Regions from separate parts of the Mus musculus genome. Here all the other regions are linked to region 2. A link is a contact called in public promoter capture Hi-C data. All regions are on one chromosome and are shown on one strand. Each heading gives the region's core, a stretch centred on a gene start, on an enhancer-like site or on the middle of the called end of the contact. The rest is flanking DNA. Distances are from core to core; before and after follow the strand shown.

What was found. Promoter capture Hi-C pulls out the DNA fragments that hold promoters and counts their contacts. Capture Hi-C pulls out chosen DNA fragments and counts their contacts.
Region 1: a contact with region 2 is called in a promoter capture Hi-C map of liver, with 3 times the contacts expected there. The contact joins the promoter of Sfmbt1 here to the promoter of Oxnad1 in region 2. A contact is called at or near these places in 1 of 39 promoter capture datasets (liver) and 1 of 9 other capture datasets (liver).
Region 3: a contact with region 2 is called in a promoter capture Hi-C map of pre-B cells, with 4 times the contacts expected there. The contact joins the promoter of Nek4 here to the promoter of Oxnad1 in region 2. A contact is called at or near these places in 2 of 39 promoter capture datasets (liver and pre-B cells), 2 of 484 Hi-C or Micro-C datasets (CD4 T cells and myocytes) and 1 of 9 other capture datasets (liver).

What each region holds. Positions count from the first base shown.
Region 1 is chr14:30,714,324-30,717,023 of GRCm38.p6, forward strand. Sfmbt1 (Scm-like with four mbt domains 1) reads left to right here and starts at 1,292. Exons shown (of 21, transcript NM_001166532.1): 1 at 1,292-1,552.
Region 2 is chr14:32,084,329-32,087,028 of GRCm38.p6, forward strand. It overlaps Oxnad1 (oxidoreductase NAD-binding domain containing 1), which reads left to right and starts at 1,400. Exons shown (of 8, transcript NM_145460.2): 1 at 1,400-1,725. It overlaps Dph3 (diphthamine biosynthesis 3), which reads right to left and starts at 1,364. Exons shown (of 3, transcript NM_172254.4): 1 at 1,082-1,364; 2 at 579-653. The coding sequence starts at 1,189.
Region 3 is chr14:30,950,077-30,952,776 of GRCm38.p6, forward strand. It overlaps Nek4 (NIMA (never in mitosis gene a)-related expressed kinase 4), which reads left to right and starts at 1,301. Exons shown (of 15, transcript NM_011849.3): 1 at 1,301-1,642. The coding sequence starts at 1,550. It overlaps Gm41121 (a long non-coding RNA gene), which reads right to left and starts at 1,358. Exons shown (of 2, transcript XR_874490.3): 1 at 1,126-1,358; 2 at 356-1,011.

The DNA.
Region 1 (2,700 bases), core at 42-2,541, 1.4 Mb before region 2:
TTTGTTTGTTTGTTTGTTTGTTTTTTGTTTTTGGCCGGGGCGGGGGGGGTGTTGGGAGGGGGTGGGTGGGAGCTCAAATTGTGTAGCAATAATTGAATATCCTTTTATATTCTTCTTTATTTTTTTTTCTTGTTACTTTGTCTTTTCAATGGTGCTTACACTTACAAAAAGAAAAAAATCATCTGGCGTTTGTAATGTGCATATTTCCCAAGGTTGCCCAAAAACATGAGAAAGATGCTAATGGGAGCATCCCAAGACCTTCGTGTGTGTGTGTGTGTGTGTGTGTGTGTGTGTGTGTGTGTGTGTGTGTGTCTCGCCTCCTCTTCTCTAAAAGAAAGGAGTCTTCCTTGAGTAGGAGCCCCTGACTGAGGCCATCTTAGGCTGGAGAGTCTGGTCTCATTGGCACTCCGGGATCCCACAGGCGCTGGGATTTTCTTCTGAGGGAACTTTCTGGAGCAGGTGGGTGTGCTTCCTATTGACACCTGTGCTCGCTGAAGAAGGGTTGAGTAGCCGAACGTAACTGCCTGTGGGCACCTTCCGATTCGAGGCTGATTCACAGCATTTTTGAGCTTCTCCTGAAGCTCTTAGGTCAACCTGTGCCCCTTTGCGGCAGGACAACTCATTTACTGAGCCTGGACATGAGGTACGTAGAGGCGTTCGAGTCGGACTCGGTAGACGAGCACTAGAGTGCCCTGCTAGATCTCAAAGAACGTGTAGGATTCCCGACGTGGTCCGGCGGGCGGGCGCAGCTCCCTCGGCCACGGTATGCGCCCCTTGGGGACCTGCAGAACTGCTGCCTCTCTGCTAATACCATCTTGCTCGAGGTGGTCACGTGCGGGCTACAGTGGCGCGCTTCGCCAGGGACGGATGGATCAGGGACTTCGCGGGGTCCCGAGCCGCTCTGTCCAGAAGCCCGAGGTGAGGTCTTTCTTTCCAGAATCCCAAGCAAGGCCAGGACGCGCCTCCGGAGCCCGAGGACGCCGTCTCCAAGCCGTTCTCCGTCCATGGCGCCGTCGGGGATCAGAGGCTCACGCCGCGACGCCCAGCGCCACGGCCTCGCGGGTGTCTTTCGGCGAGGTGCGGACAGGGGGACGCGAGCAAAGCGGCGGGTTATGGACCCGGGCCCGCGGACGCGTCGTCTCCCGTGCAGCTCCAGCTCCGCGAGCCGGTGGGCTTGGGGAGGCCGGGTCGGGAGTGCCACGCGCGCGAAGCGAGGGGCGCGGGTTGCCGGGAGGGAGGACCGCGGAGCTGGGGGAGGGAGTGGGGGGGCCGCGGGCGCATGCGCCTTGCGTCCGTGCCATATTGGAATGAGTCGGAGCGCGGAGCGCCGCCGCCGCCGCCTCCGCCGGAGCGCGGGTGCAGGGGGGCGGGGAGAGCTGCCGGCCGCCCCGCTCTGCCGGGCTCAGCAGGAAGGAGGGCGCGAGCAGCGCGAGCGGAAAAGGCGCCCCGCGCGGGCGAGCGCCAAGAAGGAAAGAAAGAAAACCGAGCGAGCGGGCGGGCGTGCGAGCGAGCGGGGAGAGCGAGCAAGCGCGCGCGCGAAAACTCCCGTCAGGTAAAAAAAGCGGGGCGGCCGGCTGGGCCTTCCCGCGCGGCGGCCTGAGGGGTGGTGCGGCGCCCTCCCAAAGAGGCCCAGCAACTTTGCCAGCGGGAAGCGCCGGGAGCCAGCGGGCAGCGAGCGCGCGATCTGAGGCGCCAACGGGCGGCGGCGGCGCGTTGGGCGGGGGGGACGACTGGAGTGGGTGGGGGGACGCGGCGCCCGCGCGCGCGGCCTGGCGCGGTCCCGAGGCTCGGCGCGTCGGCCGGCGGGGGCTGCGGGGACGCGCCCGGGCACCTCGCGGACGCGGCGGAGGCCGGCGGCGCCGGGAGAGAGAGAGAGAGAGGGAGAACGGGCGAGCGGCGCGCGTCAGCCCAGCTGGGCGCGAGAGGCCAAAGTGGCCGGGTGGCGGTAGCGGGCTCCCAACTTGCAGGCTCCGGTCCCCTGCCCCCATCGAGCGGCCTCCCGCCGAGCCCCCGCGGACCCGCCCCCCCGGGCTCGCTCCGGGCGGGGCGCGAACCCGCAGCCCGCGCGGCCGCTCAACTTCTCAGGGCCTAGGCGGCGGCGGCAGCGGCAGCAGCAGCAGCGGCGGCGGCGACAGCAAGCGCGGTGGCCGAGTCTGAGCCTCCACCGCAACCGGTGGCTCCGGCCTCTCAGGCGCTTCGCCTGGGGAGGCACCGCCGCCCGACCCCCTGCGCGGATCTGGGGAGCGTCCTGAGGCCGCTCGGCAGGTCCGTGACCGTTTCGTTTTCTGTTCCCAAGTCTTGTTTTGTTCGCTGTAAAGACGCTGGAGGGGCGAGCCCTGTGTCCTGGGAAGCAAGGCCTGCTCTTTGCGGAGCAGAAAAGCCTTGTGAGACTCGGGATAAATTCCCGCGGAAAGGATAGACGTCGTGTTAAGTTTCCCCCCCGAGATGCCAGCTGTTCGCGTGGGGTCTCAAACTAAGCTGTCAAAGCCAGGTCATCTTTAGAGCTTGCGGTGCAGTGGGGTGGGACGCGTCCTGTAGGGCTTTTTTTTTTTTTTTAACTTGGTGGGCGCTCTTCCCCGCGGGTCACTCACAGCAGTTACTGGCCCCAAGTGGTGTGTGTCTTGTGATTGCTGTATTCATCAAAAAGATCTGAAGGAAGTAACATGGAATTAGTCATTATCTGCGTATGGCCTCTCCTGA
Region 2 (2,700 bases), core at 150-2,649:
CATTTTAGAATTTATCCTCTAGACTGTTACATTCTGTACTTAGACTCCAAAGCACTAACTGAGCTTTGGGTGGGAAGTAAAGATATTTACCCCTTTTCTATTGCCATTCCTAATGGATACAAAGGAACATGGAACTGTAACATTACATCTAGGAACTATATCTCAAACAAGGTAGATTCTGTACATAAGCTAGGCAAGCAATAAAATGCAATCTTCTAAAAATATCCTAGAGCTCTGAACAAACTAAATATTAAATACAAGAGAAATGTCAAAAGGAAGAACATCAATTAAAATAACCATAATTTTTCATTCCTGATTAAGTCATCAATTTTCATTACAAAGCAATTTCTTTATTGCCCTTTCCAAAGTGATCATAAGTTACATAAAAGGCAGATCTCTGTGAATTCAAGGCCAGCCTGGTTCACATCATGAGTTCCAGTATAGCCAGGGCTACTTAAGGTCCCTGTCTCAAAAAACAAACCAACACCCAACACTCTTCCGCCCTTTTCTATCAGACAGGCTCCTTTAGGCCCTTGTCATTAGCTCACACCACCCATCCCCTTTAACATATCCCTTACTTTGTCATAAATCACTTTTATAATGAGTGAGCAGCTAGGACACGTGGCCACATCTTCTCCATTTTCCAAATCTTCCTACAACGCAATCAAACAACATATGGTCAGCATAGCCTTTCGTCAACTTCCCATAAATCTCTCCTATGTCTATGGGCAAGTCTTTAGTTGGGTAACAACACAAAGAACTTTCCTCCCAAGTGTCATCTAGGAAAAAAAAACAGGGAGATTAGATTGGTTCGATCGCCTCCAAAACCCTGGGGTACAAAATCAAGTTCCCTTCTTCAAAGAAGCTCCCAGGGGAAAAAAAAATAGAAAAAAAAGAAAAACACTTAGGGGCGGGACTACGGAGAACAGCGCCCTTAACCCGACCCTGTATGCTAGACAGCCTAGGTTACTACTTTAGGGGCGGGGGTTCGGAAGAACACGTGGGTAACTGAGCCTTCCCAGGGACACCGGAAGCGACAATGCGCAAGCTCGAGGGATCGCCGGCGGGCCCTTTAGAGTACCTTGGTGATGGCAAAGTTATCCCCACAGGGGCAAGGGTAGAAATATGTCTCCGAGTCCTCGTCATATTGAAAGTCCTCGATCTCCACCTCGTCGTGAAACACCGCCATGGTCACCCGGTCGGCACCGCATCAGCTTGCCTACCTGCGCCCAGGCAGGGTAAGGCCCGGTCTTCCCGGTCCACCCTGGCGCAGGAACAGTCACTTCCGGACGCACAGGCGATGACGTAACTTCTACCGCCGCGGCCAAAAGGGTGACCCGGTCGCGGTCGCCATGGAGATAGCGCCGGAAAGATGGTGCTTCCTGCGCAGCAGCGTTGCGCAGTTCTCCGTCCACTGGGTGCCAGCGACCAATAGTGTGAAGGGCTCCCTCTCATGGCGGTTACGTCAGTCCGGGGCCCGGGGAGTTTGGGCTTGGGATATAAACGAGTTTTCTATGCAGGTGGAGTCTTGTCCTCCATAGCTGACTTCAGAGGACATTAAAAGAATTGGCGGAGGCTACGCCCTCTTGAAAGGGGGAATCATTGAGGCTCAGGGAGCCACACAGCGTCCTCTCCAGTTCTCGGCCCACAGCGCTCCTGCAATTGCGTTTCAGGCGACCTTGAACTCTGAGTGACTCTTGGCCTGTTATGAGTTCTTGCCTGCAGGTACATCACTGCCTCTCTCACCCCAGCCACTTTCTGATACCCCGGTTGTGTTGTAGAGAACCAAGATCTGCAAGACAGGGGCGAGTTCTAGCCATATTTTAAATATTCACTGCAGTGGTGGGCACAGTAGCTTTTAATTATTGGGGTTTTTAGTGGGCAACCTATATGTTAAACTTGATCTTGAGGTTCAAAAATCCATTTTATTCATCTTTAACATAGATTTAGAGACTGGGCATCTTGCCCAAGATTGCATACCTAGGCCATAACGATGAGCCTAGCTGTCTCTAAAGCCCAGGAACAAATTATTTATGTGAACTTTAGTTCTCGGTAAAAGGAATGGTGTTCCTGGTATTTTCGTCAGCGTGCAGCCTCTTCTTTGAGAAGCACGTTGTTCCGAGAGCCGTGCTGGGCTTGTTCCGGTTACAACCAGGGACTTTGGAGTAGTGCTAAGCAGTTACTCATCTCACTGGAGGAGTGCAGTGTAGTGAAAAGTAGTATGGCAGAACTGGATTCCAGTTTGACTTGAAGAGCTCTGGGGGTTGGAAAATTACATTCTTTGGTTCTTACATCCTCTTCTGAGAGTAGATCCTTTGGAATCTAACATTCTTTTGCACGAGAATGAATAGTTCAGCAGTCATGTATGACTTATGTAGTTTACATTTCTGTAACAGTGTTTAAGTATGTACAGTTGTGTGCATAAATTACCAATTTTGTGCATGTTTAAAGGACACTATATTTTGAAGCCTTTTTGAAGTGTGAAAACCTATGGGCAGAGAAGCCTTTGGGAGGAAAAAACCCAGAACTTAAGTGTATGGAAGGTTGTTTCAAAGATCTCCATTCCTTTTTTTTTTTTTTTTTTTAACATAATTGAAGATCTAAATAGCAATTAGGAGATCTTTGTAGCCTGTTGCAGGTTAGCTGTAGCCTGTCTGGGCAGAAGAGAAATGCAGTGAAAGCCTTCTATCTTTATGGGTA
Region 3 (2,700 bases), core at 51-2,550, 1.1 Mb before region 2:
TGAATTCTAGTTAGTGATATTGCTAAAGATAAACAAAAGCAAACATTTGCTAGAGCAGAGGGGGCAGACTGCTGTGTAGTAACTATTGACAGTAGCAGGGAAAGTTGCGCTTCATTCAACTGTGCAGAGGTAACTGGGCCTTTTAAGACGAGAATGAGGGCTGGGCATGGGGGCACACACCTATAATTCTACACTCAAGGCGGAGCCAGGCCGATCTCTAAAACCCTGGATTACATGGTGACATGAGACCTCTTCTAAGACACGCGCTCGCACGCGTGCACACAAACACACACACACACACACACACACACGCACACTCACACACGCACCAACAAACAATGAAGGGAAAATAGGAAAATAGAGAAATGAGAAACGGAATTCCTTAGAAAAATGAAAAAAATTACAAAGGTTTGGGAGCATGTTACTATTACATGGCTGTAAACTCAACACACAAGAGTAGGATTGCAAGATGAGCTGTAGAGGAAGATCTTATCTCAACAACAGTAACATAATAATAATAATAAATAATAACAGTTGGTCATTGTAAAAGCAATTACAATTTACTAGTTGGCAATTATAGAAGATGGGATTATATCTTCCCACACAAAATGGGAAACAGACGCCAAAATTTTTTGATGATTTACATTTCAAAGGAAGGGCTTTCTGTCCTGGAGGAAAACATTTCTGGCTTGTAGAAGACATATGCATATATATCTCAACGGGACAGAGGGATAATGAGTAACTGTGCGCCTGTTTAAAAGTAAATTCTTCAGGCAAGGCAGGTAGCTCTTTTCGCAGCCTTGTGCATTCACAGACAGGCGTTAAAAGGGGGCCTTGGTGCTCCGTGGAAGCAGCATGTGAAGTTCTGGCAAGCCTTTCAGGATGGTGGGTTTGCAATCATTCTGTGAGAGATCTTTGCCAGTCTCAGTAAAGCAGGCTGAAACTTTGAGGGATGAAGTGTATTGACGTCTTCACCAAATGCACCAAAACGGCAGGCCGAATACTGACACGCTACAAAACAAATAGAGCAAACATCATTGGTGAAGCCTAGAGTTGGCCACTCTTTTAACTGAATGTGAGCCAAGCACATAGCCGGTTAATATTTGTAGAACGAATGAACCATACGCGTAACTCGCTTAGAACCAGAAAGGATTCAATGAGCAAATGTAGAACCAAAACGCAGGAAGTGCGGCTCGGGAGTCGCTCTGGCCTTCCAGGAGCGAAGCTCTATGGCAGGTCCTCCGGGGCTGCCGAACCGCTCTGGCCGCTTCCGCGACGGCTCGATGGTAGGTCCTCCCCCAAGCACGAGGAGCAGCTCTGGCCACCGCTAGGTCGACTCTATGGCGCGTCTTCCAACTCTGAGCATGCGCAGGACTACCCCGCCAGTATCGCTATGGTAGCGGCGTCCGGGTGGGCCGGGCCTCGAAGCTCCTGCCCGCGGTGGGCCGCGTTTATGGAGTACTTCACCTCCCGTCTGGCATGAGCGGGGCCTCCCGCAGCCTTACGCGCCGCTGCCACAGCTTCCCGACTGTAGGCCTCCTTCGGGAACATGCCCCAGGCCGCATACTGCTACATGCGGGTCGTGGGCAGGGGTAGTTACGGGGAGGTGACGCTCGTGAAGCATCGGCGAGACGGCAAGCAGGTCGGGGACTTGGGACCTGGCCGGGGCGATGAGGGAAGGGATACGTCTAGGGCATCCTCAAATGTACAGGCCCGGAGTGATGGGCAGGGACTCTTCTCAGATAAGAGGTCAGCTTCTCAACTTCCCCTATAATAGGAGCCCCGGATTTTGTCTATTCTTCGGTATTAGTTTTCTTTATCTGCAAACCTCCTGTCACCTGAAATTTTCTTGAGAACAGGGGCCATGTGTTCCCAAAGCCTAGTTCAGGGCCACCGTGCAAGCCCTGTCTCTTGTGTAGTTTGTACTCCTTAAAAACTCATCTCAGCATCTTCTCGCCAGCACTTTCTCATGGACCCTATTTCAGTGAGTAGCTTGACCAGCCATGCAGTTTCCTAAGCTGGTAACAATTACCTTTAATGTCCCCAACGCTGGTTCTATTCCTGTCACTAGGTCAAACCGGCATCTCCACCCTAGTACAGGCCACCAGTCTTTCTGGCTAAATGCCCACTCCCCAACTAGTTCCTGCTGCCTGCTTTTTTTTCCCCTCTAACCTGTCTCTTCTACTGCAGTCATCTTTCTTTCTTTCTTTCTTTCTTTCTTTCTTTTTGTTTGTTTGTTTGGAGACAGGGTTACTCTGTATAGTTCTGGCTGTCCTGGAACTCACTTTGTAGACCAGGCTGGCCTCGAACTCAGAAATCTGCCTGCCTCTGCCTCCCAAGTGCTGGGATTAAAGACATGCGCCACCACCGCCCGGTTTGCAGACATCTTTCTTAAACTCAAATCTGATGTTACTCCTTTATGTAAATTACTTTATGCCATCACCCAGAGTCTAATGAACCAGTTCTTCAGTATTCTTTGCTATCAGGGTGGCCATAGAATGTTGTGCACAAACAGGCACAATTATGAAACTGATGAGCGATGTTTCATAGTTCTTAGTTCTACCAAGCCAGTGGCAGCAACAAGCTGAGAGAGCCGCCACCCCTCAAGTATAGGACCCACTCCTTGTGTCATATGCTAGATTCTCTGCCTAGAACACAAGCTTTCACATAGGCTAATTGAGTAGGCACCCCAGGGAACTA